Linked DNA regions of Mus musculus: region 1 is linked to region 2. Evidence: chromatin contacts called from public promoter capture Hi-C data. All regions are on one chromosome and are shown on one strand. The core of a region is the stretch at or near the end of the contact, and the rest is flanking DNA. Distances in the headings are between cores, read along the strand shown.

Region 1 (4,054 bases), core at 575-3,074, 75 kb before region 2:
AACAACAAACAACAGTTCAATGTACAGCTAAACTTTCCTATATTCTGAGGTAACCTTAAATATCTTTGGTTTTTAATTTCTTTTTAATTTGCTGATATAAAGTACTCGAATAAAAAACACTGATAAATACCAATATAACTGTATTGCTTTTAACTATGTAAACTTAGCCTTTTGATATTTTCTTTTTGCCACTAAAGCTATATTCCCTATCTGTTTCTAAATAAATTTACTTTAAACCTGCTCATCTTTACTTACAGGCTAAACTATATATTTTAATGGTCTTTGGTATGAAAATACCGATGAGCAGTATATTGTAATATTTGACATTAAAAAATGACAGGCAGCCAGGTTATCACCGCTTCCAGCAAATACGTTTTTGGAAAATGAAACAGTTTCTAATTTGCATGTCAGCTTATTTGGAGTTGAATACGATGAATAATGAAACCTCGAGGAAGACATGATAACCTTCACACTTTAGTTGGAATTTCGTACTTCAGACTTCAGAGAGGCTGGCTTTCACCAAGCCTAAAACCTCTGTTGAACATTAAATACTTTAGTCCATGACATTAGTAGTAATATTTATTTTTTTCTCTCCAACAAGTAATTTCAACAATTAGAAAATACATTAATACTATAGAGTTGAAGGTTTCGTTACTTGCTGGAGAAAAAAAAAACCTTACAGTTTAAAGAGTTTGTAACCATATGCTGGCAAGGAAATTAAAATTTATTTTAAACTCTGGTGACGGTAAGGTAGTTTATGTCACTAGCCTAATTAATTTTAACTATCAATATAAACCCTTCAGATTAGGGTTAGAAATTGTTTATATTCGAGTCTATATCTGTTTCTAGTGAATTGGATTTAAGGTACTTATCATAGAAATTTTACTGTCTACTGAAAATTCTTTGGTAACAGAATTGACAGAAAAGTCTGTATAAGAACAAAAAATGAACTAGTAAATAATTATAAGCTAAAGACCTATCATAACTAAGGGCCTATTTATCATTAAACAGAGCACGTTCTTCCAGAAATGTCCTGTCCCAGCCTTTCGGATGATCCAGGCAGGGAACACGGTTTAAATATGCATGGCCTTAAACCTGCTTTCCCCTTTTCGATCTGTTTGCTTCTGACTTGTGATCCCATTGTGCCCTTCATTTTAGATACTGAGAGAAGTTGGCCCACGTACTTCTACTTACGAACCAAACACCACCATACCCTGTCAATGCACCCGCCCATGCAACATGAGCTCAAGAGTAACAAAAAAGTCCCTGAGTACAGGAAAGAACAATAACACTAGAATAACTTTAAAAAGGAGGTAGTATAAACAGGAGCGCGAAGGCAGGGGAAGGAAGCCATTTTTTCTCCCCTCCGACTGTTTACCTAAAGCTCTGCTTTTTTTTTTTTTCTTTCTTCTTTCTTTTTTCCCCCCATTTTGCCGAGAAGCCCATGGTGAATGGGACAGAACTGTGCTGAGTAGTGCCTGGGCTTCTAAGAAAGTCCAATTTGGCACAAAACTTAGAATGACGATGAAAACTGTGGCAGTGTCAGGCTTTCGCAATAGATGACACTGGGGTGATAACACCATTTGGCAGGACCTGCCTTGTCTGTGCATGGAGGGACGGTTTCAAGGGAAAACCCACGGAGGGCTTTTCTTTTAAAATGCAATTCAAAGCCACTTCCAAAAAAATTTCAGGGAGGGCAAAACTCATGATTTTAAAAGGCTAAGGACTTGTTTCTTCTTTTCACAGCTCAGTCTTTGTCCTTCCCACGTGGCTCGGCACCTAGCATGTTGCCTTGTGACGGAGAAGGCTGCCGGATCAGAAGAGGAGACAATTTGTTGATTTTAAACCAGAGAATGAACTCGCTTCTGGAGTGTTAGTGGGCTACGAAGCCAGAGTTCAGCCGCCAGGGTGATAGGGAGCAAACCTGAGCTTCAAAAAGAGAGCAGCTTCATCAAGGTGCCAGATAGCACAGCTATCGCTAAGATCCAAGCTTTTTTTTTTTTAAGGCAAATTTTTGGTACCTTTTTTCCTAAACATCTTCGTGAATATTAAAAAGGTATAAGGCAAAATTTCTCACAATGGAAGGCACTGCTATTATGAAAACCTCAAGTCTGTCTTAATCTCTACTGTTTCGTTTATCTTCATTCTTAATATTTAATAACATTTCTTCTTTGCCCCATTTGAAGCCAAACTGAGATTTTAAAAAAGAAAATCTGAACCATTAAAAAAAAAATCCACTTTCCTACATTGTATTTTGCAGCTAGCTCTGTAAACTTTGAAAACGTTCCACAAGACAGCGCAGCCCTTGGCCGGCTGTGGAGCAAAGGGAAAGGTGGTTTTGCAGGCTGAGGGCAGGCTGATGCAGGCTGGAGCAAAATTCTCCTGCTCTGGTGTCCCAAACCCAACAGCTTTGCAAGGACACGATCCCCTATGTACTATGGAATGTTCTCTTCTCCAAAGAGACGTATTTGTTTCTTCCATTCAAATAAATATACTCCCATATTTTCTCCTCACAGCCAGAGGTGTTACATTATCACGGTTCTTTAAAAAAAAAAAAAAAAAATCAGAGCTTCAGATCAACATCTTTCCTCTCCTACCTATCGGACTCCTTCAGTCACACACAGCACACACACAATGGACACACAGCGTCACTAGCAAGTCCCGCTGGTTATGCCACTGAGAGAAACCAGCACTCGAAGAAGGCAGCACAGTTGTCTTCAGAGTCTGCCCACAGCAAACTGAGGTAGCTATTCAGCAGAGGGCTTAGGCAGTCTTCCCTCCGCTCCAGTGATTTATCTTAGAGTCCAGTCAAGCATCTTGACTGCCCTTTTTCACATTGTTGACAGTTGAAACATTCAAAATTCGTAAGCTTAAAAATAGTTTAAAAAAAAAGATAAAAAACAAACAAACAAAACAAACAATAAACAGTAAGACATCAAGATTTTCACAAAAGGCTTTGGCTCCCTGCTCATTGTCCTTCGAACAGGTGCTTGTTGTGAATCCCTGAGCGTGGCTGTCTAGACCGGAAAACCCTCGGCAGCATATCGCAGCCCCGCAGATGTCTGCGGAGCTGAGGTCTGCTCAGCTGGCAAGGGCTGCGCAGGGTCTCCGTGCTTCTTCGGTGCAGCATCCCCATCAGAATCGCCACCAGCGAGGGGATTCGAGGTGGGGGGCGTGCTGCTGATGACGGAGGACAGGTGTATCTCATCATTGGACTCATGGGAAAACCTTCCGGAATCCCCTGTCTCATGGCTGCCTTCACTGTTCGCTGAATGCTCTGTGTCAAGGGCAGTAGCCCCAAAAGGTCTTGGGAAGCTGGCGGTCTGGCCTGGGGAGCCGGGGGAATCTTCATCGCTGATCAGCACGGTGGTGCCCGGCTGGTAAAAGCAGACGGCCTGAGTAAATCTTCTTTGAGTCTAGGCAAGAATAGATAAGGTAGCCATGAGATAGCAAATAGTTCAAGTTCGAGAACAAGTTCCAGAACTCCCATTGTGCTGGCGGGAGTGGTGCAAGCCTTTAATCCCAGCATTTGGGAGACAGAGGCAGGCGGATGTCTGAGTTCAATTCAAACCAGATCCATTGAGCTAGCTACAAAACAGAGAAGGATACACAAAGAAACCCTGTTTGGAAAAGCTAAAACCAAAAACCAAAACAAAATAAACAAAAAAAAGGCATGTCATAAATGGACTGTCTGTGTGATCAGTGGCTCCCCCTAGGTGACTGGGAGCACTTCTGAACTAGAACCTTCCTTGGCAGGTCTGGAGAGATGGCTCAGCCACTAAGACCACATTTTGCTCTGATAGGACACCACATCTGGTGATTCACAATCATCTGTTACTCTAGCTCCAGGTGATCCAACACCCTAGGCTGGCCTCCTAGTGCTCTGTTCCCAGGGGCGACTAGTTACTGGCACACATATGTTAACTAAAAAGACAAAACAAAACAAAACAAAACAAAGACTTAAAAAAATAACAAGGCGGACTGTGGTAGCACAGGTTTTTAATCCCAGCACTCCAGAAGCAGAGGTAGGTGGATCTGTGAGTTAGAGGCCAGC
Region 2 (3,921 bases), core at 1,195-3,694:
AGACCTTACGCCCTCTTCAGGTCTCCTCCACTACTGCATGCACACAGAGCACAAACATACGTGTGGGCAAATACACATAAATGTGGAAATAAAAATAAACATTTTGTAAAAGCAAAACTAATAATAATATTCCTTTCGCTGGGTGGTGGTGGTGCACGTCTTTAATCCCAGCACTTGGGAGGCAGAGGCAGGTGGATTTCTGAGTTCGAGGCCAGCCTGGTCTACAGAGTGAGTTCCAGGACAGCCGGGGCTATACAGAGATACCCTGTCTCGAAAAACCAAAAATAGATAGATAGATAGATAGATAGATAGATAGATAGATAGATAGATAAAAAATTCCTTTCATTTATTTCTATCTTTGGAAAAGAATTACACTGATGTGTTATTTACATTAATAAGTAATAGAACAATGTTTTCATATGTAAAATAATGAAAGTCTAATAATTAAATCAGCCAGTTTAATTATTACTAGGAATTAGCAATAGATTTAAGTGTTGTCCATGATGCAACATGCCTTTAGTCCCAGCACTCAGGAGGCAGAAGCAGGTGGGTCTTTGTGAGTTCAAACCAAACCAAATCAAACCAACCAAACAAAAAGATATGTGACATAAAAATTTTAAAAGTATAAAGAGTAAGACTAAAAGTTCTAGAACTACTATCCAAGAGCATCAAACTCTAAATACTAATACAGATTTTCCCTTAACAAAACAAAACAACTCGTTCTATTTCTTCTGTGTGTATTGGGGTGCAGGTTACACATGTGCCACAGCATGAAGATGATGGTCACAGGGAAACTAGTGGGAGCTGGTTTTTTCCTTCCACCATGTAGGTCCTGAGACCAAGCTCAGGAACTCAGGCCTGGCAGCAAGCACGTTGGCCCACTAAGCCATCTTGCTAGCCCCTTTTCCTTTTGATGGTTACTTTCTAGAACACTTATCTACAAGCTCATGAATCCTAGACCGACCGGCCGGCAGACCACCACTGCTATTCACCTCCTAAAGACCTGGGAAGCTGGGCGGGGAGACAGCTGGTCCAGTGTCTGCTGTGCACGCTTGAGCTGATCCCTAGAAAGCAACGCTGGCTCCAGCCCTCTGTGCCGGCAGTCCCAGCCTGGAACAGGAAGATGTCTGTAGCTGGAGTCCTGAAAAGCAGCAAGAGACATGAGCCCCAGCAAGCACCTCTGATTCTTGGCTGCAGATGCAGGGTGACCAGCATCTTCCTCACACTTCCGCTGCCCTGATTCCTGACGTCATAGACTACCCACGACTGTGAGTCAAACCCTTTCTTCTTTGAGTTGTGTTTGTCAGACATTTCATCGTGGAGATGAGAAAAGTAACTAATAATTCCCTTTACAAATATGTTCCACGCCTGACGCAGTGTTTAACTCCCATTGGCTTCATCTGTTAAAGGCCTCCACAGTTCAACCTGCCATCCAAAGCTACACACGTATCACACACACATAAAAATGCTGTCAGAAAGCATCATCGCACTCAGTGGTTAAAAACACAATGCACCATCAAGACTCTTAGTTCATTTCCCAGCATCCATACCAGGTGGCTCCTAACTGCCAACACCTCAGGCCTCCGAGGCACCCTCCACATATGCACACTTTAAAAAATAAATACTGACTTTAATCCCAATGCCGGGGAGGCAGAGGCAGGGCAGATCTTTTGTGAGCTCAAGGCTAGCCTGGTCTACATGATAAGTTCCGGGACAGCCAGTGTTACATAGTGAGACCCTGTCTCAAAGCAAAAAGTAAATAAGTTTTGGTTAGTTTAATTACTGAACAGATGGAATGTATCTATCCTTGGTTTAGTATAAGAAAAGGGTGAAATTTTTAATGCCAAATATATATGTTTAAGTGTTCTTGACTGGGTACAGTAAACAGGCTAGTTGGTGGAGGTGAAAGATCCAATTTGACATCAATTACTTCAAAACCAAACTCAAATAAAGCAGCCATTTTAAAATATATAACAGCACATATAACATCTCTGGGCACTGAACCCAGGGTCTCATACACGCTAAGAAAGAATGCCCCACTTAGTCAGGACCCAGTCTATAAAGCTTTCCACACATTGCTATGGTTTGAATATAAAACCCACTTTTATACACTTTTGGGTTTGAATATAAAACCCATTCCCACCCTTCCCCCAAAAGTATATCTCTGCTCTTAAAGATATTCTGCAAAATTATAATGCAAAGGAGCCAATTTCCATGAATCATACATTAACATCACCCTATTGCTCACATGATTACATGACTCATCTATCCACTCTCAAGCCATGAGGATTGGCTCTGAATTATACAATAACAGGCTAGATTCACTGACTTCTAACTGGAAACATATTTTAATCCTATCCATTTCAGCAAACTTTTAGACTAAAGTGATCTCTCCTAAGTTTACCGACTCATTCAACAAATATTTATCTGGTGTCTGGTGCTCTCCAGGTGGCAACAATCCAACCAAGGACAAAGCGAAGAGGGCTGCGCTCAGGAATCAGAGTAGACAGGGGTATTTAACTAAATTGCTGTTCAAGTTGGTAGCTCAAACTGCCATAAATGCTGGGGAGGTGAAGTATAGAATGTCACAACACAGGTTTCAAGCCTTTTATGACACAAGAGCCTGACATACGGTTTGCTGCTAGGTTCTGTGCTATGGGTGGGATACAGTCTAGTTTCTTTAATTCTTATAGCTGTGTCATCCTAATATTCAGCTAGCTAAGAGGTGGGCACGGAGATCTGAAGCCTGGTGGTTAGCAAGACTGTATATGAACTCTCTCGCAAGCCTGAGCTACTCAACGTGTTTATGGAAGATGACAGCTGGAGATTCTGTATCTCTGAGTAGCACTGCTCAGAACAGGCCCAAATGCACTGGCTTTCTAGCTGGCTAAGACTGTGTGTCAAATCCCTGAATTTCTGACCAAAGAGATGCCTTTAAAACCTCTGCTTGGAGCTGATGATGCAGTTCGGTGGTAGAGTACTTACCCAGCATGCACAAGCCTTCCAAACCCCAACCCCATTGCAAAACTAAACAAATAAAACCTTGTGTTTACAGACATTTACTGAGGCTATTATCTCATCTTTACAGAGGAAAGTATGTAAATTAAATTACCTTCGTTTAAAGTTTATTTAATTAACCCATATATCTTTAAAAAAAACAAACCAAAACAAAAACTGGTCGGGTCTTGTGACACACACTCCAGACTGAGCGGGGAGGATTACAAGCTTGAAGCCAGCTTGGTTCTATTTTGATTATTCTTTTTTTCTCTTTTTCTTATGTGTATAATGTATACATGTGTATGTGCATATTTTTTTCATGTGTGGGCACATACGTCCACGCATGCACCTGCAGGCCAGAGGCTGACATCTGGAATCATCTTCACTCTCCCACCTCAGTCCCTGAAGCAGGCTCTCTCCATCAAACTCTGAGCTTGAGGATTTGGCTTTCCTGGGCCACTCCTGGGAAATAGTTCCTCCTCCCAGGGTTGGAATTCCAGGCGGGCTGCTGCCCTAACCCTGCATCAATTTGGGTTTCTGGATATCTGAATTCTGGTCCTCATTCCTGCATGACAAGCACTTTTACCACTGAGCTGGCTCTGTGAGCCATCTCCCAGGCCCTGGTTTTTTTTTTAATGTTGTTTAAAGCTGAGTAAGTAAATAAGCCCTTCGCTGTATGTTGGAGCCTGCTAAGACTTGACAGCGGGATCTTTTTGTTGCCCACATTTTCTGTTCTTTATTTAAATTACAAATTTAAATATCCTCACACAAACCTCAGCTTGCTTCCTGATGTGGACTTTGTTTCTGCGAGAAATGTATGCCTTTACAAGCCTACGGCCTCCTCGTGAAACCTGACCTCCCTTCATGGTCCAGCTAAACAAGCCAAGAGCCGCACAAGGAGCCCTTAAAGTAGTGCTGTTAAGA

Evidence for each region. Capture Hi-C pulls out chosen DNA fragments and counts their contacts.
Region 1: a promoter capture Hi-C map of liver shows a contact between it and region 2, with 2.1 times the contacts expected there. The contact joins two enhancer-like sites. A contact is called at or near these places in 1 of 39 promoter capture datasets (embryonic stem cells), 1 of 115 datasets of contacts at active chromatin or transcription factors (embryonic stem cells) and 3 of 9 other capture datasets (adipose tissue, liver and pancreatic islet).

Annotation. Positions count from the first base shown.
Region 1 is chr9:72,911,266-72,915,319 of GRCm38.p6, reverse strand. It overlaps Prtg (protogenin), which reads right to left. Exons shown (of 20, transcript NM_175485.4): 20 at 1-3,416. The coding sequence ends at 3,018. Among named protein-coding and RNA genes, the nearest start is that of Pygo1, 12 kb to the left of the region's middle. Within about 2 kb of position 1,824, at least 23 of the 459 cell types and tissues checked have an H3K27ac peak or open chromatin away from gene starts, as enhancers often do. A contact at or near this core is called in liver, where this site is marked.
Region 2 is chr9:72,836,879-72,840,799 of GRCm38.p6, reverse strand. The region is part of intron 2 of Prtg (protogenin); the gene reads right to left. Among named protein-coding and RNA genes, the nearest start is that of Prtg, 32 kb to the right of the region's middle. Within about 2 kb of position 2,444, at least 64 of the 459 cell types and tissues checked have an H3K27ac peak or open chromatin away from gene starts, as enhancers often do. A contact at or near this core is called in liver, where this site is marked.